Regions from separate parts of the Mus musculus genome. Here regions 2, 3, 4, 5, 6 and 7 are each linked to region 1. The links are chromatin contacts, called in public HiCAR-type, HiChIP or PLAC-seq and Micro-C maps. All regions are on one chromosome and are shown on one strand. The core of a region is the stretch at or near the end of the contact, and the rest is flanking DNA. Distances in the headings are between cores, read along the strand shown. Region 1 holds the start of Arhgef12 (Rho guanine nucleotide exchange factor (GEF) 12). Region 2 holds the start of Sc5d (sterol-C5-desaturase). Region 3 holds the start of Tbcel (tubulin folding cofactor E-like). Region 4 holds the start of Nectin1 (nectin cell adhesion molecule 1). Region 5 overlaps Usp2 (ubiquitin specific peptidase 2). Region 6 holds the start of Thy1 (thymus cell antigen 1, theta). Region 7 holds the start of Tecta (tectorin alpha).

Region 1 (2,997 bases), core at 69-2,568:
ACCTCTTTAAGAACTACACTTGGACTACATACTCTACACACCACACCGTGTCACCCGATTAACAAACAAGATCCACCTGCCATGCCTAAACCAGAGCTAGAGTTTACATCTTTAAATGCTAGGGCTTCTGAAAGATGAAATGTTAAAAAAAAAAAAAAAAAAAAAAAGAATAATTAGAAGCAGGCCCCATGATTTTTCCCTCATTTCCTTTAGCTCCTGGAAACTGTCCCCAGCAAGAACCCGTGATTTACTGGTAATGTCAACATTCTGGAAAATTAGGTAATTAATAATTAAACACTGTGCAGGTCAACACGTAAAAAGATCAGAGTCACAAATCACAATGCAGCAGGATGAAAATTAAGTTCACAGACAGAAACTCCTAAAATTGTGAGTCTAGAACTACCACAGGACAGGAATCCACCCGATGATGCACCAGTACCCACCGACCTCAAGCTCTGACCTTCACCCAAAATGACCTCCCTCTGGTTCCAAAACGAGTACACAATCTTAATGCACCCGACAGAAAACCACAATCATGGTTTTCCTTCATTTCCTCTGAGAATATGGGGGAAAGTTTCTCTCCCAAAAAAACCTGCATTTCCAAATTCAATCAACCGGTTAACTTGGCAGCAACCCTAGACTAATTGCACAGCTCCGAAACAACCCTCTTTCCTATGCCTGTCAATTGCACTAGCTGAAGGCAAATCTGCATCACCGACTCCCCTGCTGCGTGGGACCGAATCCAGGGAAGGTTAGCGACCGAGGAACTTCATACCCACCTGTCCGTGATAGTAGACTGTGTGCCACTCATTGGGGCCCTTGGCGAGAGGTCTTCTTTTTATCCAACTTGCATTTTACAGTAACACCTCCACACCCCACCCCCAGTGCTCTGGGATCAGGCCCAATTTCGGCAGGGACACAAAAGTCCAACTCAAAACTCCATTCAGTCATCTAGAACATCCGATTGCAAGGGGTCAAGGAAAGGGGATGCGGGCTGAGGCAAAACAAGTTATCTCCCCAAACAAACCGAGCAAGTCGGCCACAAGGCGAGCTCAAGAACTAAGAACGATCCTCAGCAAGGCACGGAGAGAAAACTTCGTCACAGAGGGAAGTCGCGAGCCGTAGGACGGGAACCGGGATCCCTCCGGAGCTGGGGCAGGATCGGCTCAGGGACGGGCGTCGGCTTCGGTCCCGAGTCGGCGGGGCCCGGCCCTCGGGTCCCCGCTCTATCTGGGGCTGCGGGCCACTCGTGGCCGCAGCCTCCGCCGCGTCTCACACCGTCCCGCGCCGGACTCGCGCCGCCCCATGTCCCCGGGCCGAGGGCCCTGAGCTGCTCCGCGCCGCCCCCACCCGGCTCCGGCCGCCGCGCTGACAGGGACCCTGTCTCAGCGCCCGGGGCAGCTCCCCATCCCTCGGAGGCCCCCGCGCTTCTTCCGCAGTGGCACGGCGGCTCCTCCCCGACGCTCTGGTAGGCGGCGGCTCCCGCGAGGAGCGGGAGGTCTCGGCCCGGCCCGGAAGCCCGGCCCCCGAGCAGCGGCGGCGGCGGTGGCGGTGGAGGCTCGGTGCGCAGGGCCGTTCGCCCGGTCTCAGGGGCACTCGCGGGAGCGCGCCCAGGGTGGAGGGGGCCGCCGGCGGTGACGAGCCTTGCGACCGCTGCGGGCGGGCGCGCGCGCGGGTTCCGGTTCCGGTTCTGTCCCCTCGGCCCGGCGCGACTGGAGCGCGCCGAGCCGTCCCCTCCCCCGCCGACTTTTTTGGGCCCTTCTCCCTGGGACTTCGGGAAGCCGCTTCACCCGGGATCCCTCCGCTTCCCGGACTCTCCAAACTTGAGCAGATACTTCCGCTCAGTGCTGTCGCGGGGGATAGAGGGAAGCGAAAAAGTAGTTCTGTGTGGCGAAGCGGGCACTGCTGCCTTCTTGCCCCTCGAATGCTCTCGAGGTGCAGCCCACAGTGTACAATCCACCCGGGACAGCAGAGGAGCCATTCCACAGTCTCGAGGAGTTCACGTTTAGAGGTTCTTCGGAACTCCCGGGCTGGAAACTTTTATTCTTTAAGAGAATGTATTCGTTCCCGGTGTCAAATGCTTTTGATGACTGCGTGCGAGCCCAGGTCCACGGGCCCCCGACAGTGTTAGGCAAACCTGCGCGCGCGCGCACACACACACACACACACACACACACACACACAGGTTTTGGGGTGAGCCAATCACCTGGGGCACCTGCTGGCCTAGTCCCACAGCACGGAGGGGAAAGGGGTGGGGGGATGGCCAGAAGAGGCTGTGGAGAAAGGATCTGGGCCCACACTTAAGCCAGGAGTTCCTGATATAAATATTGCTTTTAGGCTGTTTTGCCTTGGCAAAATGAACTGTATTGTTTGCCAAATTGAGAACGCATGGTGCTTTCCACAGCAAGTTAATAAGCGTGTTGTGAAAAGAGATGGAAGAAGTAATACATCTGTCCGGTAAACAGCACAGCACGAGGGATCCCTTTGAAGAGTTCCCAAATGTTTTCTGGTTTCTCTTTCGATGGGGTAGAGACATTCAGCTAACCATGTAGTTTTCTGATTGAATAAATCTGTCCCTGAGGAAATGAGGGACCACGACACAATATAGTTCTCCAATTCTGCCTGTAAACATCAAGCGACTATTCCTTTTATACAATTATCTTCAGTCTCTTCTGAGCTTCAATCCGTGTAGGTGGGAAGAGACTTCGGCCATTTTGTGGAAATCAAATCTAATAAACAGTGGGTGTGGAAAGGAAATAATTACCTCTTAATAATGCTGTTTCTAAGTCATTCCACAACAGTTCGCGAAACGATCGGATCATCACCCCTGAATAGATGCATGAGCTCAAGGTGACGTTAGAATGGGGGGCAAAGGGGAAAAGATAAACAGAAGCCTGAAATGACTCTCTCGCTAGATTTTTTTTTTTTTAAGTTCGGGGCACAGCCAGCTAATTTTGTAATGTTTATTTTTGGAAAGAATAGAAGCAGATTGGAGTT
Region 2 (2,989 bases), core at 75-2,574, 840 kb before region 1:
TTTAAAACATGGTTATCAATTAAATGGGCCTGGGGTATAATTCAGGGATATTCCTTTGGTGTAGTATGTCCAAAGCCTTGGTTCCTATCCCAGCATCAGATAAATAAGTAAACATATATAAATCCACTATTATACTTAAATGACTTAAAACTATTATATTTTTCTTAACTGAAAAAAGTACAGGAACAATAACTAGCCATTTATATATTTAAAAAATACTACATATTATTTTAAGCACTCCACCCCTCCCCCCTTTGGCTATGTGGCCTGGAACTTGCATTCTCCTGCTTCAGTCTCCAAAGCTCTTGGATGCTCTGCAGTACCTCTCATCCGGCCTTTACACATCTGGAGGAGTGATGGAGAGATTCTCCCATCTAATTCTCACAAGTCTATAACGTGTGTCCGCGTATAATCTTAATAAACAGGACAGTGAAGGCGCAATGCCTTAAACAGCTTTGTTCTGTAAGGAGCAGTCGATGTGTAAAGCCTACACAAAAAGTTCTACACAGCATTACTTCCCTAGAGTCACAAATACAGATGGGGAATTCTGAGTTCTCCACGTTCATTATATTACAGGATGAATGCAAAAGTCCGTAAGACAGTAAGGGTCAGAAGGTAAGCACTTTAACACAACTAATGAAAATGCAAACTCAACTAACACAAAATAGTCAAATAACTTCGCTGCCGCCGAGATATTGTTTCCACTTGTACCACCTCCCAATTTACTCGGCAATAAGAAGGGATGCCAGTATGAGTGACTTCTTAACGATGCTTAAAGTGTGCACGCTACAGCGTATGGTCTTCAGAAAGGCAGGGAGTGACGGCCCACCACCCTCCCTAGGCCTCAATCGGACGCTGGTTCGCAACCTGGTACCTTCTCCAGGAAGTGCCGGTGGCAAAGCAAATCACCAGCTTTTCCCACCTCACCCTGGATGTGGGGTTCACAGTAGGCAGGCAACCTCTAGCACTGGCAGGGACCCAGCTTTACCGGGCCAGGGTCCTTCCCCGCTCCCATATAACCTTATCCCCATCGCAGGCCCCGGGGACCAAGGTGTCCGCCAGGCCAGACCCCCACCCCCACCCCCACCCCCCCATGCCACCTGCGCTTTAGCAGGGACGGCCACACGGGTGCGGCGGATGCCGTACCGGCGCCGGGCACCCGGGGATCCTCGCGACCGCCCGCGGGTCCTCCCACTCGCGGCTGTCCAGCTGCCAGCGCACGGAACCTACCTGCCAGGCCCAGCAGCTCCGTCAGCCGCGGCTTTACAGCCAGCGGAGAGTACGAGCCAGAGCGCCCGAGACACCGCCCGCTCAGCAGAGCCCCGCCCATGTGCAGGCAGCCGGCCAATCAGCAGCCGGCGCAATAAGCTGATGTGACGGCGGATCGCGCGACCTGGACCGGCGCGGTCGCGGCGGTCACGTGGTCGCCGCGTAGGCGTCCCGCGCTCCCCACGCCTCCCCGCACCCCCGAACCAGGTCCAGCACTCTGCCGGGACTATCCAGGCGCTTCATGATGCTGCTACGGGGCGGACGAAGCTTGCTTTCCTTCCCACTTTCTTCCCGCCCAGAAAGTTGACTAGAATCGTGCAAAGGACCCGGGATGAATGCAAAATGACAGCCTGAAGTAGGATTAATGACGCTTCCTTTGATGTTAATGGTGGAGTCTTTTGTCCCATTTTTGTGACTCAAACGTTCATCAATCCGCAGTTATTTGTCACTTCCCTGCAAGTCCTCTTATGCAGCGTTAAAATATGTAAATCGAAAGTTATGTGTAGCAGAGTAAATTTAAAAAGCAATTATTAATAGCGATAAAAATAGAGAAAGAGGTTATGATCTGGCCCAACTGGTTTACATAGGTAAAGATAGGGGTGGGGGAGGTGAACTTAAAGATCAAATTGGCTAATTATGACTCGGGAATGTAGACAGCAGCCCATTCTATAAAATACAAGAGCTCCCTAAGGTGAGCAGTAGGGATCAGCAGTATTGGCCAAAATGAAAAGAACCTAAGAAGAAGAAAGGCCCAAAAGACTAGTACTTCAGAGTTACTTCAGAGAGGATTGACCTGTCGTCTGTTTCTGGTATCAGGGTCCTACCAATTGATTAGTTTTGTTTTGTTTTTTTGTTTTGGTTAGAAGGAGCCAGGCATTTCAAAAGCCAGTTTGATTAAGTGATATATTGAGCATGAGAGACAGTTCTGGCCAGATCTGATCTTCCAGAGCTCTGAGGCAAAAGCCTAGTCCAAAATGACTCTATAAATTACACTTAACAAAGTGTGTTTGCCAGTGTTCTCTGGAGGAACAGAACTGATAAGATGAATACATACATAAAAAATTTATGAAACTAGCTTAAAGTAATAACAGTTGTCTCACCCCAGAAGAACTAAACCCCTAGTAGCTGTTCCATCCACGAGGCTGGTTACCTTGCCAGCCAGAGTAGTCCTATAATGGCTGTCTCACATTGGAAAAATGAACAGCCTGGTAGAGCGTCTGTCTACCAGGCTCAGTGCCACAGCAGTTCCTGTATACCTGGAGAGTCCCTGGCCTTCAGCCAACAATGGAAGTTTGGAAATAATAGTTTGGGTTTCACCAAAGACAGCAGCAGCAAGCAAGCTCAGCTGCCAGGGGAAGATGGAAGACCAAGCAAGCTAAAGGGATATCATACTCTCTCTACTCTGCTCCTGGGCCTATTGGCAGAAATGCTGCACGCGCTTAAGGTAGCTTCTTTGATATCAACAGAGACGATGAGGACCATGCGGCTCTCTGGTCAGTCGTTGCTGATTTGTGGCAAGTTGTGGTGAAAACCAGCCACCACACTAAGAGAAACTAGACAGGAGTATGTGTGAGTTCCACAGGTGAGCTCTGGAGTGAGAGCCTAGGCTTTGCACTGCTTTAGTGGGTCTGGTCATCAGCTTTCTCCTGGGGCTTCCACTGTAGTACTTCCCAAGGTCTCCTCTCCCATCCCCAAAATTGACACCATCTGGGCAATTTCT
Region 3 (2,706 bases), core at 64-2,563, 630 kb before region 1:
ACTTTGTAAAAACCTTTCATTCGTGTGTGTGTGTGTGTGTGTGTGTGTATAGGTGCACAAACTAAATCATAATGCCCTTATCAGTGTGAGGTTTTTGCTTTTTTCCTTAAGTTAGAGCTATGGTTAAAGCCAAAGGACCCAGGCTGACTAAACATCCTTAATCCAGTTCTCTGCTCAAGACGAGCCTATGAGATCCTATCAAGAGCTACAGAGACAGAATACAAAAGGGGCAAGCCTAACCAAGCCTGCTTTGGGCCCCAGGGCCTCCCCCATCTTCCCCCCAAACAGTTTGCTCAAGCACTCTTCGCTCAAGATGGAACCACTGAAATCTATTCAAGAGTTTCTTGATACACAGGCAAAGGCTATACAAAAGCAGAGAGAAGGACAAGTCCCAGCCAAGCTTTTAGCTGGCCTTGAGGTCCTGCCAGTTTCCTTAACAGCCCTAAGGCGGAGCCTACAAACTCCTGTAGCTAAGCAACCTTGGAGTGGGGCTCCTCCTTCCTCCACTGACTGTCAACAGTTCAACTCCTCCAATCAACTTTTCCTCAACTACAACTTCTGCAATTGCTGCCTGTGTCCCTAAGGAGGACGAATCCTCTTCCCTTCTCCAAATCCCAGACTGTCTTCCTAGTAGTTCCAGAAGCCTGTACTCTATTCAGTTTATCACAGATCATTTCGCACCATTACCAAGAAGCTAGGATGGAGTCTCCTGGCAGCCCCCAATCTTAATACGGCTTGGTGCAAAAACATGCTCCCCAAATTCCTAGCAAACTACAAGCTTTAAGCAGTCCAGGAAGGGACAGGCTTAGTGATCCAGGAGTTACAGGGACAGCTGCTCTTTCCCACTAAGATACCAAATCTTACAGATGGGGATACACCCCGAGGACTTGACACGTCCAGTTGTTTTCATCATTTTCCTGATTCAGTGATTCAAAGCTAAGTTTCCCACCCAGGGAGCCGCTTCCATACCCCAGGCCTCAAGGAGGCTGGGAGCATCTGGCTTGCTGCCGCTGTCCAGCCTTCTGCCCTCCATCAGTGCGCCGTCCTCCCAGGATCCCAGGCTTGGCCTCCTACCCCCACAGGTGGAGCATGCCTCGGGCCTCCGGCCCCGGAGGAGGAGCAGCGGCCGGGCTACACTCACCCCTCGGCCCGGGAGGCGGCGGCTCCTCGGGCTGCGCCTCCGCCCGCCCGGCCACCGCGTCGCCGCTCGGCTTCCGGCCTGCTCCAGGCCGGCCCCGGACCGGCTCCACTTCACCTCGACCCCTTCTCCGGCCGCCAGAGCCCAGTGTCCTGCATTGACCCGGAAGCAGCTTTCCGGGGACCCCAACAACAACACGTGACCCCGCCGCACGTGTCACGTCCGCTGCGTGATTGGGAGGGGCCAGAGGAGACGAGCCTCTCAGAGCGAGCTGCGGTTGCCATGGCAACCGGGAATGGTGGCATTCACCTAGAGTGGATCAGAATTACACCCCATCTGCTTGCTTTTCTTACCAGTGCAGCAGGGGAGCAACCAACCACAGGTCCAAAGACCGATCACCTACAAGAGAAGCATCCTTGGAGAAAGGAGCCCTGGACGAACGTGTCCAAACACACCTGCAATCTTGGCCTGACTCAGTGTAACCCTACTTGTGATCACTACCTGTCTTTGACTTCACAGGCCTCATCTATAAAATGTCCTGTACGATCTCTATACTTCATATACATCTAGGCGTAGGGGACAGTTTGACCTTCGTTCTGTGCCCCCTCTAGTCCCGAGGCACCTGAAGCTCCCAAACACTAACAATTTACAATTTTCACCTATTGTGTGTGCTTTACAGCCATAGCCAATAAATACATGAGATTAAAAAGAAAGAAAGAAAGAAAGAAAGGAAAAAAGGAAGGAAGAAAGAAGAGAAAAGAAAAGAAAGGAAAGGAAAGGAAAAGAAAAGAAAAGAAAAGAAAAGAAAAGAAAAACACACAAAACATAACCCACAAACCTCCTAAAGGACATATTTTGTAGAATTGAAAATTGAAGTTTGGGGAGTCAAATGATCTGCTCATGACCACCTACTTAGCCAAAATGACATGGCTGAGACTTGAAACCAGGTCAGGCTGGCTCCAAAGAAAATATGCTTCACACCAGGCCACGCATAGCCCCGGCTCCGAAGCCTCACACTTGGCTGTTAGGTTGTTTGCTTTTGTGCCCACGGAATAGAGATGGTGCAGGCTGATCCCGAGGAGGAACCAGCCATGCACAGATATGTGAATGGAAAGTCTAGGAGTTGAGGAGAGTTCCATGCCCAGTGTCAATCTGTGTGTGTCCAGGAGGATGTGGGGGTTGCCACAAACATGCACATGTGTATACTGGCTCCCAGAAAGAGGAAAACAAAAATTCTTACCAACCTCAGGCCCTGGGGACTTCAATTGATTCTTCTGTCTTGTCCCATAGGCAGGACTTAGGCTGGAGAGAGACTTGAGAAGGACCTGGTTAAGAAACACGTTCTGAGGTCTATGGGTCAGGCAGTGGCTTAGAGTACTCTTACGCGATTGCCTCCTGCCCAGAAAAGCACTTTGCTGACACCTTAGGAGGGACTAGAGATATTGGCAGGACCACAGCTAAAAGGAGCCTCAGTGGGAAGGACATGCAGAGCAGAGGAACTGGAAGCAGAGGAGGAAGGACAGGGACAGGGGGCTTCCCTCTGGAGGGTTTGCTCACATACTAGGGGG
Region 4 (2,930 bases), core at 251-2,750, 640 kb after region 1:
AGGATGGTCTGTGCCTGACAGACACCTCCAGTCAGCCCCTGTTGCGCCCCTTACCACAGAAGCCTTTCAGGTCCCTCCCAGCCCAGGCTAACGTAGATGTCCTGAATCTGAAAACCCCCACAATGCCGTGCTGCGGTGAGTGATTCTATAGAACTTCTGTTTCTGTGTCTCCCCCCCCCCCCCATCCCCACTAGACCCCGCTCCTGTGGGGCAAGGACCAACTATGAGACCACACAATGCATTCCCAAGTCAGGCGGTAGTGTGGTAGACAGTTTGTCCTGAGTTACACGGGTGAAGCATAAAAGGATACAGAGAGCATTCCTTTTGAGTGGAGTGACTTCTTTAGCAGGCTGAGCCCGTGGGCCCAAGAGTGGGAAACTGTCCCTCTCTTCCATTGTCCTGCCCCTCCCATTCTCCGAAAGGAAAATTTACATTTTATCAGAATTTGGCGCTACCCCAAGCCTCTGTGCCCTTGGGGCTGGGCTAAGGGCAAAGGGCAAAGTGGGTGTGGTCTGCTCAGCCCCGAACGAGGGAGTTCTGTTCTCTTGACTGGGAAACCCTGTCTGTCTGCCTCTCCTAGTCCAAGGATGGGGACAGAAGGTCCAGGCTTCAGGCTGCTAAGGGCCCCTCGGGCTCAGTCACCTTGGCAAGAAGCCACCCGGATGTGGTGGGTGGCGAACAGGATGGGGCGGAGAGTCCTGGCCGTTCTGGGACACCGACTGGATGGGCCACTTTCGCGGGAATCCCGCAAACCACTCAGAAACGAGGTGAAGGCAATGGGAGCCCACTTGGTTTGTCGCTCTTTGGGGAAAGCAGAATGCTTCGATTTCGGGACAAGGACCCCCTGAAGGCAATAAGGATTAAAGAAGACCCACTAGAAACCTGAGTGCCCTGATCTCTCACCCACTAATGTCTTGTCTTGCCTCAACTCTTCACAGCTTTCGCGGTTGGTCCTCCGCAAAGCTGTTTCCGTCTGGTGTCCAGATCTTGGGGAGCAGAAGCTTTGGCAACAGTTCTAGCCTGTGCTCTGCTTCTTTCTGCCACTCTCCATGCCCTCCTCTGGGCCTTTGTTTCCTCATCTGCGAAATGGTCCCAGGGTCGGACCAGAGAGTCAGAAAAGCCCTCGGAGCTCGGACAATGCCAGATCCAGCGTTCACACGGATCCCTACGGCAGCCCCCCTCCTCATCTTAACTCCACCCCTACCGAGCAGCTTCTCCCCCTTGCCGGCCGCTAGGGGTCACTGCCTCCCTTTGTCAGCGACCGAGGAGGGCAGCCCGCCCTCCGGCCCTTTCCACGACCGAACGGCGACCCAAGGGGCATCTTGCTAGCTTGGGGCCCTGAGCCGAACCCCACGGCCACGCTCGCAGCCACAGCTGCTTAGGACTGGGAGGTGCGGCCGCGCGGGCGGAGGCCGGGCCAGGGCTGGGCCGGGCGCGTGGGAGCCAGGAGGGGGTTAATGCTAACCCCTCCCCCCGGGCTGACATCACGGGAGAGCGGGTGAGAGGCTGGATCGGCGAGTGAGAGAAAGAGAGGGAGAGGAGAGAGCGCGGCTCGCCTCGGCACCGGGGCAGCTCCACATTGTTGCGGATCGCCCGCACCGAGCGCAGCGGCCGCGGTGGGGACCCGTGGCGCACCCGGCTCGCTCCCCTCGGTCCTCCGAGACCGTGCAGCCCCGAGCCCCGCGGGCAGCTGGCCGCCCTAGCCGCACACCACCGCCTGGGCCCCGAGCCCTCCGCACCGCCCGGCCACCCTCGGAGAACAGCCGGCCATGGACGCCTGCAAGTTGGAGCCGAGCGGGAGGGTGTGAGCGCGCCCAGGGCCGGGAGCCTGCGCCGCGCTAGCCCGGTAGCCGGGCGCGCCGGGGGTGGGTCCCTCTCCCCAGCCGGGCTTTGCGTGGAAGAAGAGGGCGGGGACCGGGGCGAGGAGAAGAGCGGAGGAGGCGAAGGGGGCATGACTCGTGCAACTTACTGCGGGCATCTGCCGAGGCTCTGAGCCGGCGGCAGCCGGGGACCGGATTGCGGCCGCGCGGATCCCACCCAGCCCACCCCGCCCCGACCGACGGCTGCGGCTGACCTGGATCCTCCGAGCGCCCGCCAACCGCCAGCGATCCGCCCTCGTCTTCCAGACTGGTTTCTGGAGCGCGAGGAGCGCCCTCCTGGCAGCCCCTTTCGCCGGACCCCCACCCCCCGATGGCTCGGATGGGGCTTGCGGGCGCCGCTGGACGCTGGTGGGGACTCGCTCTCGGCTTGACCGCCTTCTTCCTCCCAGGTAAGGCGATTGCCTCTGCCTCCCTCCATAGCCCCCCACCCAACCAGAACCTCCCCGGGACTTGGAGCTGGATGATGGGCAAGGCTACGGGTTGTAGGGAGCGAACGGAGCCAGAAAAGTTGGGTCACGCTTGGATAAGGGGGGGCAGGAGGTGGCACCGTGGAGAAAGGGGTTGAGAAGCCCAACAGCCTGCCCTGCAGGGTAGCAATCGGATGCACGTCTCTATGTAGCAAGAAAGCACTTTCTCCGCTCAGTTCTTCACAAAAATAATAATATGTAATAGGGTTCTATTTATTTAATAACCAGTTCTCAGCTCGAGAAGCAGTTTGGAAACACTGCGTGTTACATAAATGCAAAATAATCACCGTAATCACGGGCTTGGGGTATGAGACAACAGCCCCAGGGGGAGGGCGTCAGTCTCCTAGCTGGTGGGCTGTGGGCTAGGAGAGTGGCGGGGGTTGGGGGCGACTTCATTTCTTTTGGCGGCCTCTTGTCAGATGGTTTCGGGCTCATGGGGGCCCCCTCCTGCCCCACATCGCCCCACAGCGGGCGATCGGAACCTGCTCCTGCGGCACAGGCAGCTTCTTACTCACCTGCGGTTCCTTTTCTGGAGGGTGAGGTCGGGCCGCCTAGGGATCGCAAACTCCGGGCCTTGCGCGGG
Region 5 (3,083 bases), core at 566-3,065, 970 kb after region 1:
ACAAAGGGCCTTGGGACAACTTTGATAGTATCACTTGAACTGTTTTGGGCCACCTGGGAAGTACCATGGAAGATACAAAAGCTGTGTCTCACAGGACATTCAGACTCTAGCCATCAGGGTTGGCTACAGGCACAGGACGCTGTAGGGTCCATTCTCGACACGTCCAGAGTTGTTCATAGAGGTGATGGGCAATGAAAAGGCTCCTCTCAGTGGAGGGAGCCTCTGCCGGCTCTTCCTTTGCTCGGAAGAAAGGAAGTCTTCTTGTACACGCATGCTTCTCTGTGGGGTCCGCAGGCATTCGGTGGCAGTAGAATCACCTATGGGCTTAACAGTCCCCCAGACCCTCTGGAGCAAACGCTCTCAGGGCAGTGCCTTAAGATCTGCCTGTTACAGGCTTTTCAGGTTGTCTGGGCCAAAGGCTGCAATACACTCCAGACTCCCAGCAGCTGCTGTTATCTGTCATCTTCCTCACAGCCAGCTACTTACTGCTCTTCCTGAAGTCTGCTGTCCCCTTTCCCTTCATTTCTCCTGGGGACACCTGGCCCTACCCCAGCCCAGGGCCGGAGAGAGTTGTTTTCAGAAAGGATCTCAACGAGGTAGCAAATACCCTGAGCAAACTCAGTCGCCAGAACCTGCATCCCTCTGGCCTAGAAGCAAGGCACAGAACTGTTAGGTGGTCAGGAGTGCCCTAAAGCCAAGCTAGCATTTCATCCTGAGCTCTGCTCAGTACAGTACCACCAACCAGGAGAGACCTCTACGGTCTCACTGCCCCGAGACCATCACTTCACCTTGGCCCTCTTATGCTCGCTTCCAGGGGTTGATTGTATCCTAAGGAAGTGAGAGCAACTTTTTGGGTGCCTTGAAATCTGCCCCATCACAAGCTTCTCCATAAGTTCTGTTCTCCCAGGATGGCTTCTTTAAAAAAAAAAGTGTGGCTTCTTCTCACAGTGCTGTTTTCTAGCTCTGAACTCTGTACCATGCACACCTCTGGGGAACTGAGAACTCTGTGCCATTCACCTGGCTTTCTCGGGCAGTTTCCTTAACTCCTAAGTCTGTTTGCTCTTCTGTAAAATGAAAGCACTCATAGTTTCTACTTCATAAATTACTGTGAAAGAGCCTGACACATAGTAGGGACTCAGTAAAGGTCGGTCATCTTTGCTCCTGGCTTTAGGAGACGAGAGAGGTGCAGGCCAGCCTCTGCCTTGAGTTCACTTCAGGAAATCCATGCCTACTTGGTTACACCAGGAGGCAGGCCTGGGTGTGTGTGTCTTCCGAGGTAGGGAAGGGAGAGGTCACCTGAGGCCGAGACAGACTGCCCGTGACCTCTGAGAGGCACAGTCTTACCTTTTAACCTTGGATACCTATCAGCTCGGACGGATTTCCTCCTCTATAAAGTGAACGATGGCACCTGCCCTGCCCTCCTCACAGGACTGCCACAAGGCTCAAACCAAGTAATGAAGGTGGAGGCATCTCCAGCCAATAAGACAGTAACGGCCAACCTGAGCTTGGAGCTTCACAGGCTCCATTGAGCATGTGTAATGGAGGCACCACCGGCATGAAGTCGGTGAAGGTGCAACTCGGCCCTGGGGCTCTGAGGGTCAACCCCCTGAGGCCCCACTTTCCCTGAAAATGCAGGGCGATGAGCCAGGAGCCACCAAGGTGTTTTGCTCTTCTAGGGAGGATTTGCAAGCCAGCCCAGGTGGCTCAGCCCTGCAGAGCGCCTAGAGCCAGAGAGCCAGAGAGCACCAACCCGTCAGTTCCCCCTCGCCCCACCTCTTCTGTTCCTGGGGCCTATGGAAGGACAAGCTGTTCCCACTGAGCACTGCCAGGCCTGTGCTTTAACCCTACAATCCCTCCTAATCCTCCTATGATCCACCCCCCCAGCTGCTCTGTGGCCAGCCCTGGCACGATGCCTGCTGGCCTCAGGCCGCGCACTTGCCCCTCCCAGGCCTCACCTCCTCTCCCCAAGAAGAGCCACGGGTTGGCCCAGGGCCCTTCCAAGCATAGTCAGCAGGCTAGGAACCTGCCTCTTCCACACAGAGGCAGGGACTGAGTCGTGTCCCCCCTTCTCCCCCCCTCCCCCCCCCCCACGTCCGACCTAGGCTGTTCCCTGGCGTTCGCACACACAATCTTATGTGCCCCTTCCTCTCTGCTCGGGGAACTGCTTCTGAGTGATGGAATCTGAGTCTCTGGGTCCTGTCTGTCACTGGGGTTGCTGACTCATGTTCTGAAGCCTTGGGTTCCAGCTGTTCAGTGACAGGGAGATTATATAAAGCCAGGGTCACGTGATCCTCCTCTCGGGTGGGACTCTGGACTTGAACAAGTGGAGGATGGCAGAGACTGCCTGAGAACCAAAAAGCGGACCTTCCTCTCCTGTCCCCCTGCCTTCTCACTCTGTTGACTCAAGCCACACTGGACTGCCCCTCTTCTGTCTTATTTGTCCAGATTGGCAACCTGAGACCCTGGAGCCCATCTTTACCTGGCCCACCCCAGCCACCTCCTCAACTGCTCCCAGGAGGCCATACTTTCTGAAGGTCTCAGTCTGTACTAAAGACACTCGTGAGAATCCCCAGGACCAGAACAAGCCCTAGCTCCTGAGGAGGAAGAGCAGAGGGTTTGGGCATGGTTGTTAGACTCTCTGTAGTGCTAATGTCTCTGTCCCGGGAAGACTCGCTGTGGGCAGTGACCTGGCAGCCGTCCTTGTCATTACTCTCCAGCTCCATTTCTCAGTTGATGTCCTGAACCCCTCCATCCATCCTGTCTTCCCTTCAGCCACCCCCACACCCCTCACACACACACACACACACCACACACTCCAGGATGTCATTTTAAGTTAATATGGTGCTGGGGTGGGGCGAAGCAACACAAGTTAATCCAAGCCTAGCAAAATGTTCCCTGCCCCTGGGGGACCCGCCCCACTGACCATCAGCCTCAGAAACAAACATCATGTTCAGAGCTCAGAGCTGCCCACGTGGTCCCTTGCCCCCTCTTACCTCAGTGAATACATAAAACTAGCACCCGAGACAGAGCCATAAGCAATAGAAGGAAGTGTGTGGGCTTCTTGAATATGGCTGGTTCAGACC
Region 6 (2,920 bases), core at 37-2,536, 940 kb after region 1:
TTGATGCTGTAGATGGGGTATCATTCCTGAGGACCCAAAACCGGGTCTCAGCCTTTCCCCATTCTGAGAGTTCTCTCTTTTCTCAGCCACTAGCTGAAGAGTAGAGTGGCTCAGCACTGGGCTCTTGAGTTCCCAAGTCCTACAACTGGTCAGCCTGACTACTAACCAGCCATGAAGAAACAAGGAGTGGATGGGCTGAGTCTGCTGGGATGGGAGTGGAGTTAGTAAGTGGCCATGGATGTAATGACCCCAGCAATGCTGGCTAGAAGGCATGCCTCCTTTCCTTGTCTGGAGACGGAACGGGATCATCTTGTACTCACAGAAGGGAGAACATTCTAGCTGGTTGGGCCAAAATGTGCAAGTTCACCTGGAGGTGGTGGTGCATGCTTTTAACTCCAGTACTCAGGAGGCAGGGCCAGGTGGATCTCTGTGAGTTCAAGACCAGCCTGCACTATGGAGAGAGTTTTGGGACAGCCAGAGTTACACAGAAAAATCCTGGTGGAAAATCTGAAAGAAAGAGAGAAAGAAAGAAAGAAAGAAAGAAAGAAAGAAAGAAAGAAAGAAAGAAAGAAAGAAAGAAAGAAAGGAAGAAAGAAAGAAAGAGTGGCAGGCAGGCAGGCAGGAGGAAGGAAGGAAGGAAGGAAGGAAGGAAGGAAGGAAGGAAGGAAGGAAGGAAGGAAGGAAGGAAAATAGGTGCGACTTCAAGATCCGGAGTTACAAGCAGAATGCACTGTTTCCCTAACAGGGCCAAGTGTTTTGAGTAACTGAAGGTGGGCATGATGCCTGGGAAGCAGAAACAAGCCAGGCAGATGCACCCCTTGCCTTGCTTCCGAAGGGCTGCAGTAGCATGGAAAACATGGAAAACAACCAATCCATTCCCTTTGCTGATATAACAGGCTCCAAAGCCAAAACCTGTCACTGGAGGCTCAAGAGCAGATCTCCAGCCAAGAGGCAAAGGAATGGGGGAAGCTGGAGGGCCTCCCTCTGGTTATCCAGGCTTCTGAAGGTTCAAGCAAAGAAAGGGTTACAACCTTAAAAGGAGAGCGTCCCGGGGTATGGGTAGAAGACTGCTCCACCCCGACCCCCAGGGTCCCTAACCGTCTTTTCCCTGGGCGAGTCAGCCCAATCACAGGACTGAGAGTGCCTCTTTAGTAGCAGCAAGCCACTTCGGACACCCAAATGGAACACCTCCAGTCAGCCCTCGCCGACCACCCCACCCCCTCCATCCTTTTCCCTCAGCCTCCGATTGGCTGAATCTAGAGTCCCTCCCTGCTCCCCCCTCTCTCCCCACCCCTGGTGAAAACTGCGGGCTTCAGCGCTGGGTGCAGCAACTGGAGGCGTTGGCGCACCAGGAGGAGGCTGCAGCTAGGGGAGTCCAGGTGAGAGCAGGCCGACGGGAGGGACCCGCACATGCAAGGACCGCCGCAGGGCGAGGATGCAAGCCTTCCCCAGCTACAGTTTTGGGAAAGGATACCAGGGCGCTCCTATATGGGGGCGCGGGAACTGGGGAAAGAAGGTGCTCCCAGGTCGAGGTGGGAGAGGAAGGCAGTGCGGGGTCACGGGCTTTCTCCCTGCTAACGGACGCTTTCGAAGAGTGGGTGCCGGAGGAGAACCATGAGGAAGGACATCAAGGACAGCCTTTGGTCCCCAAGCTCAAATCGCTTTAGTGGTGCGAATAGAGGGAGGAGGTGGGTGGCAAACTGGAGGGAGTCCCCAGCGGGTGACCTCGTGGCTGGCTGGGTGCGGGGCACCGCAGGTAAGAAAACCGCAATGTTGCGGGAGGGGACTGGGTGGCAGGCGCGGGGGAGGGGAAAGCTAGAAAGGATGCGAGGGAGCGGAGGGGGGAGGGAGCGGGAGAATCTCAACTGGTAGAGGAAGATTAAAATGAGGAAATAGCATCAGGGTGGGGTTAGCCAAGCCGGGCCTCAGGGAAAGGGCGCAAAGTTTGTCTGGGTGTGGGCTTAGGTGGGCTGGGTATGAGATTCGGGGCGCCGAAAACACTGCTGCGCCTCTGCCAAATCACGCTACCCCTGTATCTAGTTCTGCCAGGCTTCTCCAGCCCCAGCCCCAATTCTTTTCTCTAGTGTTCCCCCTTCCCTCCCCTGAATCTCAAGCCCACACTCCCTCCTCCATAACCCACTGTTATCAAATCCAAGTCATTTGCCACCCAACAACCATCAGGAGGCGGAAGCAGACGGGAGGAGTTTGAGATCAACTTGGGCTACATCACGAGTTCCAGGCTCACCAAGGCTTCTTAAGGAGACCTTGTCTCTAAAATTAATTAATTAATTAATTAATAGTCCCCTTTCTCTGCCACAGAACCTTGGGATCTGGCTCCTGGTCGCAGCTCCCCCCACCCCAGGCTGACATTCACTGCCATAGCCCATCCGGAAATCCTAGTCTATTTCCCCATGGATCTTGAACTGCAGAGAGAATGGCAGAGTGGCCCGCCCTGTGCAAAGGATGTTCCTAGCCTAGGTGGAGCTCGCGAACTCGCAGACTGTGCCTCTCTTGGGCAAGGACAGGCTAGACAGCCTGCCGGTGTGTTGAGCTAGGGCACTGTGGGGAAGGCAGAGAACCTGTGCAGGGCAGCAATGAACACAGGACCAGAAAACTGCAGCCCTAGGAACACTCAAGAGCTGGCCATTTGCAAGCATCTCTGGCCTCCGTGCTTCTCACTCATGTCCCATGTCTTATACAGGCCTCTGTGGCACCTCGCTTGCCTGATCTCATCCCTAGCCGTTAAGCTTTCTGCATGACTTATCACTTGGGGCATAATGCTGGATACCTACCATTTTCTTAGACCCCATCAAAATCCTATTTGAGTGTACGGTTCGGAGAACCTCATTTATCCGGTAAATGTCTTTTACTCTGCTCTCAGGGAGCTGAGGCAGGACATCCTGAGATACATTGGGAGAGG
Region 7 (3,105 bases), core at 185-2,684, 710 kb before region 1:
TCAGGGAGTTAGATGGGAAAAACGCAAGCTGCAAGGACCAAGGGGAAAGTGTCTACTTTGCATCTGATTTAAAAAAAAAATAGCAGCGTCCAATTCCAAAAATGCAGGTCTCAGACCATGTCTCTGGGACTCTAACTTCTGCAAGACCCAACTCTCCAAATGTCCCTAGTCTCTGTCAGGATCCAGGAAATACTGGTTAAATTATCACGTGTTTCTCCAGGTAGGAGGATTCAGAGTATGCCATTCCTTCTCAATGACCTGGAGCCCGTCCATCATTTTACTGACTAGACGCACAGGTAGCCTAAGACCGTCTACTGACATTCCACAGTGAAATGAATGATCAATGGCTACTTTGGTGATAAAAGAAGAAGAAGAAGAAGAAGAAGAAGAAGAAGAAGAAGAAGAAGAAGAAGAAGAAGAAGAAGAAGAAGAAGAAGAAGAAGAAGAAGAAAAGAAAGAAAGAAAAGAAAAGAAAAGAAAAGAAAAGAAAAGAAAAGAAAAGAAAAGAAAAGAAAAGAAAAGAAAAGAAAAGAAAAAAAAAAAGCAGCACACCGGAGTAGCTCCTTGGAAATACAACAGAAATAGAGCCCCACACTCAAGCAACTCTCATTAGTTCCGGGAAGTTAATTAAAAGAAGGAACAGCACAAAACCAAACTCATTTGCATGTTAATTTACAATCAGCTGAGCGGGTGGCATTACCCCCTGTTAGGAGCGTGGATGGTCTGCACTACTCCAGAAAGCTGAGATACAAGCACACATGCAAGATCCAAGTTCACCATGCACTGGCCTGAGGACCAACATGCCGACCAGGAAACCTGTGCCTCACAGCATTCTTAAAGATAAACACCTTTCTCTTATCATTTGAGGTTATCAGAATCGCTCGGCCCAACTTTTAGGCAAAAGCAATGACTCCATACTGTGAGAGTCTTGTGGCAAATCTTCAGTTGGCAGGCATGCACATTGAAGTCTCAAGCACAAAGTAAACGCTAGCCAGCTTTGCTGCAAAGGACAGAGGGCTTCAGCAGGCATCATACACAGCTCTAGGGGAGGCAGGTGCCGTGCGAGCTTCAGGCCTTTGGAGGAGCAGGGCAGAGAGCAGCAGGGAGGACGATTCATTTAGACAGTTGTATTTATGAAAAACGCCACTAACCTGTTCTGTGGAGACTGGAGGAATTGAGTGAAAAGTATTAAGTCAAATCTTGGTGAGCCCGGAAAATTAGGTATAAGAATTCACGTCAGTTCTCCTCGCGTGGCTGCCAATTATTTCTGATCCCTGAAATCACGTCCGAATCCCATACTCTTAAAACCAAAAATTCAGTTAGTCCTGCACTAGAGTCGGGGGAGTGTTGAGTTGCAATCAAGTTGCTCTCTATTGATTAAGGAGAGGTAAATCTGAAGATCAGTTTCAGGATTGCGCGGAGAGGCTCTTTTCCTGAAAAACTAGACCTCCCCCCTCCTTTAAAAAGAGAAGAAAAAAAAGTGGATTCAGATGGAAATGTCAGGTACTTGGAGCTGAAACCTTGGTTCTCTCTGATCAGAATCACTTTGCTCTGAAAAACACAAAAGAAACCCTCCCTTTCTGTCTTTGTACCCAAAAGAAGGCAACTGTCTAGCATTACAGAATTAGCATCCTCCAGCATGGGAGAAACCCGACAAAGGGGGCTCCCGGCACATTTAAATGAAGTCCGTTTCTCTCTCTCTCTCTCTCTCTCTCTCTCTCTCTCTCTCTCTCTCTCTCTCTCTCTCCCTCTGTTTTTTCTTTCTCTTTATGTCTCTTTTCTTTTTTTTAAATCTATCTTTCTCTCGTTCCCTCCTCTCCTATTGTTCACATACAGGCTTTACCCTGTTTGTCCCCTACAGACATGTATAAAGTATTTAAAGAAATTTTCCCAGATGTGTCAAGGTTTCATTCCTTCTTCTCTCTGACTCTTAGACAGGTGAGCAGTGGCATCTCCCAGGCAGAACAAAGTGGGGAAAGGAAAATTACGCCTGTAACACCTCCACTCGTGCCCCTGAGGGTCTTCATTGGGAGGGGGGACAGGCCTCTCTTGCTCAAAGTGTCCAGGAAGAACTTTGTTCAAACAAAGGAAAACTGTGTTCAGCTTGATGCTTGCAGGATTCCAGTAAGCTAAATTCAATCCCAAGCAATTAGCCCAGGACAAATGCACATACAAGCAACATTAAATGGGCTCAGTGGGTTGTGTACACACACGCACACACACACATGTATGTGTGTCTATGTAAGAATAAAAATTAAAGAAGAGCTCATGAATCTGGACGGGGAAGTTTGAAGGAAGGAGTGGTGGAGACACACTCCTCATGTACAAACATCTCTAAGAAAAATTTAAACATGCAGAAGACTGTGAAAGTACCGCAGAAATTAAAATACTCAAAGGGGCATTCATAAAAAGAACAAGAAGAAATAATTTGGATGCAGCAGGAAAGGTCCTTTTGTAAATCAAATCAATTGGAATTTTAAATCTGTCCAGGTCTTTCTCTGGCCAGACCCTGATGTGTTGCCTAGACCAGAAATAAGAACTGAATCAAAACAACCCAGCTTTGCATATGCTGTGCTAAAGGCCAAGAGTGTTGGGAGAACCTGGTCTTTGCCATACGTTTCCCCGTCTTCAGCCAAAGCCCTGTGATAACTGTGTAGGCATTACACAATGTGTTCATTCTTTCGCTGGTAACGTGAATTCTCCCCATAGGCCCACTTACAGACGCCGAATGAATCCTTTCTTCCAAAAGGCACATATTTCTGTAACAGAAGACATAGGGTTTTGGTGTCCGTGTAAAATAAAATTAAATCCAAGTCCAAGACTCACCTAGAGAAGCCCTTGACTGGTCCTGATTAAACCTTTAGTGCGGTCTCATCAGACCTAATCGTCCAGAGGCAAAACAGGGTCTTACAAGCCCTGCTGGCGGCCCGTGTTAGCTGCTTTAGTTTCCTACTCCCGCACATTCAAGGATGTCTCTACCTCAGCCCTTTTTGATCCATATTAAATTCTTTATCCTCCTTGAGGTAGGACTGCTGCTGGCATGGCGACCATCTGGACAGAACCAAATTCACAAGATGGCAGCATAAATGAACAAGAAGGACTTGA

The links. Hi-C and Micro-C count contacts between places; a contact is called where the count stands out from the background. HiCAR-type assays count read pairs that join an accessible place to other places. HiChIP or PLAC-seq counts read pairs in DNA pulled down with a chosen protein or histone mark.
Region 2: an H3K27ac HiChIP or PLAC-seq map of cardiomyocytes shows a contact between it and region 1, with 3 times the contacts expected there. The contact joins the promoter of Sc5d here to the promoter of Arhgef12 in region 1. A contact is called at or near these places in 3 of 484 Hi-C or Micro-C datasets (CD4 T cells, the N1E-115 cell line and pancreatic cancer cells) and 4 of 115 datasets of contacts at active chromatin or transcription factors (astrocytes, cardiomyocytes, extraembryonic endoderm stem cells and 1 more).
Region 3: an H3K4me3 HiChIP or PLAC-seq map of embryonic stem cells shows a contact between it and region 1, with 9 times the contacts expected there. The contact joins the promoter of Tbcel here to the promoter of Arhgef12 in region 1. A contact is called at or near these places in 9 of 39 promoter capture datasets (the C10 cell line, cranial neural crest, erythroid cells and 5 more), 7 of 484 Hi-C or Micro-C datasets (B cells, the G1E-ER4 cell line, LSK cells and 1 more), 13 of 115 datasets of contacts at active chromatin or transcription factors (the 230-238 cell line, astrocytes, cardiomyocytes and 6 more) and 1 of 9 other capture datasets (embryonic stem cells).
Region 4: a Micro-C map of embryonic stem cells shows a contact between it and region 1, with 2.4 times the contacts expected there. The contact joins the promoter of Nectin1 here to the promoter of Arhgef12 in region 1. A contact is called at or near these places in 2 of 39 promoter capture datasets (both in liver), 1 of 484 Hi-C or Micro-C datasets (embryonic stem cells) and 2 of 115 datasets of contacts at active chromatin or transcription factors (the NIH/3T3 cell line and embryonic stem cells).
Region 5: a contact with region 1 is called in a Micro-C map of the G1E-ER4 cell line, with 3 times the contacts expected there. The contact joins the enhancer-like site here to the promoter of Arhgef12 in region 1. A contact is called at or near these places in 1 of 39 promoter capture datasets (liver), 4 of 484 Hi-C or Micro-C datasets (the G1E-ER4 cell line, the HL-1 cell line, cardiomyocytes and 1 more) and 2 of 115 datasets of contacts at active chromatin or transcription factors (embryonic stem cells and large pre-B cells).
Region 6: a HiCAR-type map of astrocytes shows a contact between it and region 1, with 2.8 times the contacts expected there. The contact joins the promoter of Thy1 here to the promoter of Arhgef12 in region 1. A contact is called at or near these places in 2 of 39 promoter capture datasets (hippocampal neurons and liver) and 5 of 115 datasets of contacts at active chromatin or transcription factors (the 230-238 cell line, astrocytes, cardiomyocytes and 2 more).
Region 7: a contact with region 1 is called in an H3K27ac HiChIP or PLAC-seq map of differentiating embryonic stem cells, with 4 times the contacts expected there. The contact joins the promoter of Tecta here to the promoter of Arhgef12 in region 1. A contact is called at or near these places in 2 of 39 promoter capture datasets (cranial neural crest and hippocampal neurons) and 7 of 115 datasets of contacts at active chromatin or transcription factors (the 230-238 cell line, the NIH/3T3 cell line, astrocytes and 4 more).

What each region holds. Positions count from the first base shown.
Region 1 is chr9:43,104,400-43,107,396 of GRCm38.p6, forward strand. It overlaps Arhgef12 (Rho guanine nucleotide exchange factor (GEF) 12), which reads right to left and starts at 1,319. Exons shown (of 41, transcript NM_001359232.1): 1 at 780-1,319. The coding sequence starts at 811.
Region 2 is chr9:42,262,976-42,265,964 of GRCm38.p6, forward strand. Sc5d (sterol-C5-desaturase) reads right to left here and starts at 1,325. Exons shown (of 6, transcript NM_172769.2): 1 at 1,231-1,325.
Region 3 is chr9:42,470,925-42,473,630 of GRCm38.p6, forward strand. Tbcel (tubulin folding cofactor E-like) reads right to left here and starts at 1,314. Exons shown (of 8, transcript NM_173038.5): 1 at 1,142-1,314. The region is part of intron 1 of Gm16322 (a long non-coding RNA gene); the gene reads left to right.
Region 4 is chr9:43,742,454-43,745,383 of GRCm38.p6, forward strand. It overlaps Nectin1 (nectin cell adhesion molecule 1), which reads left to right and starts at 1,501. Exons shown (of 6, transcript NM_021424.3): 1 at 1,501-2,269. The coding sequence starts at 2,191. Gm46108 (a long non-coding RNA gene) reads right to left here. Exons shown (of 4, transcript XR_003948147.1): 3 at 2,863-2,930.
Region 5 is chr9:44,077,291-44,080,373 of GRCm38.p6, forward strand. The region is part of intron 2 of Usp2 (ubiquitin specific peptidase 2); the gene reads left to right. All of the region lies in intron 1 of Gm39325 (a long non-coding RNA gene), which reads right to left. Among named protein-coding and RNA genes, the nearest start is that of Gm39325, 6.2 kb to the right of the region's middle. Within about 2 kb of position 1,816, at least 137 of the 459 cell types and tissues checked have an H3K27ac peak or open chromatin away from gene starts, as enhancers often do. A contact at or near this core is called in the G1E-ER4 cell line, liver and rod photoreceptor, where this site is marked.
Region 6 is chr9:44,042,098-44,045,017 of GRCm38.p6, forward strand. Thy1 (thymus cell antigen 1, theta) reads left to right here and starts at 1,287. Exons shown (of 4, transcript NM_009382.3): 1 at 1,287-1,379. It overlaps Gm39323 (a long non-coding RNA gene), which reads right to left and starts at 87. Exons shown (of 3, transcript XR_870686.2): 1 at 1-87.
Region 7 is chr9:42,398,513-42,401,617 of GRCm38.p6, forward strand. Tecta (tectorin alpha) reads right to left here and starts at 1,435. Exons shown (of 24, transcript NM_001324548.2): 1 at 1,152-1,435.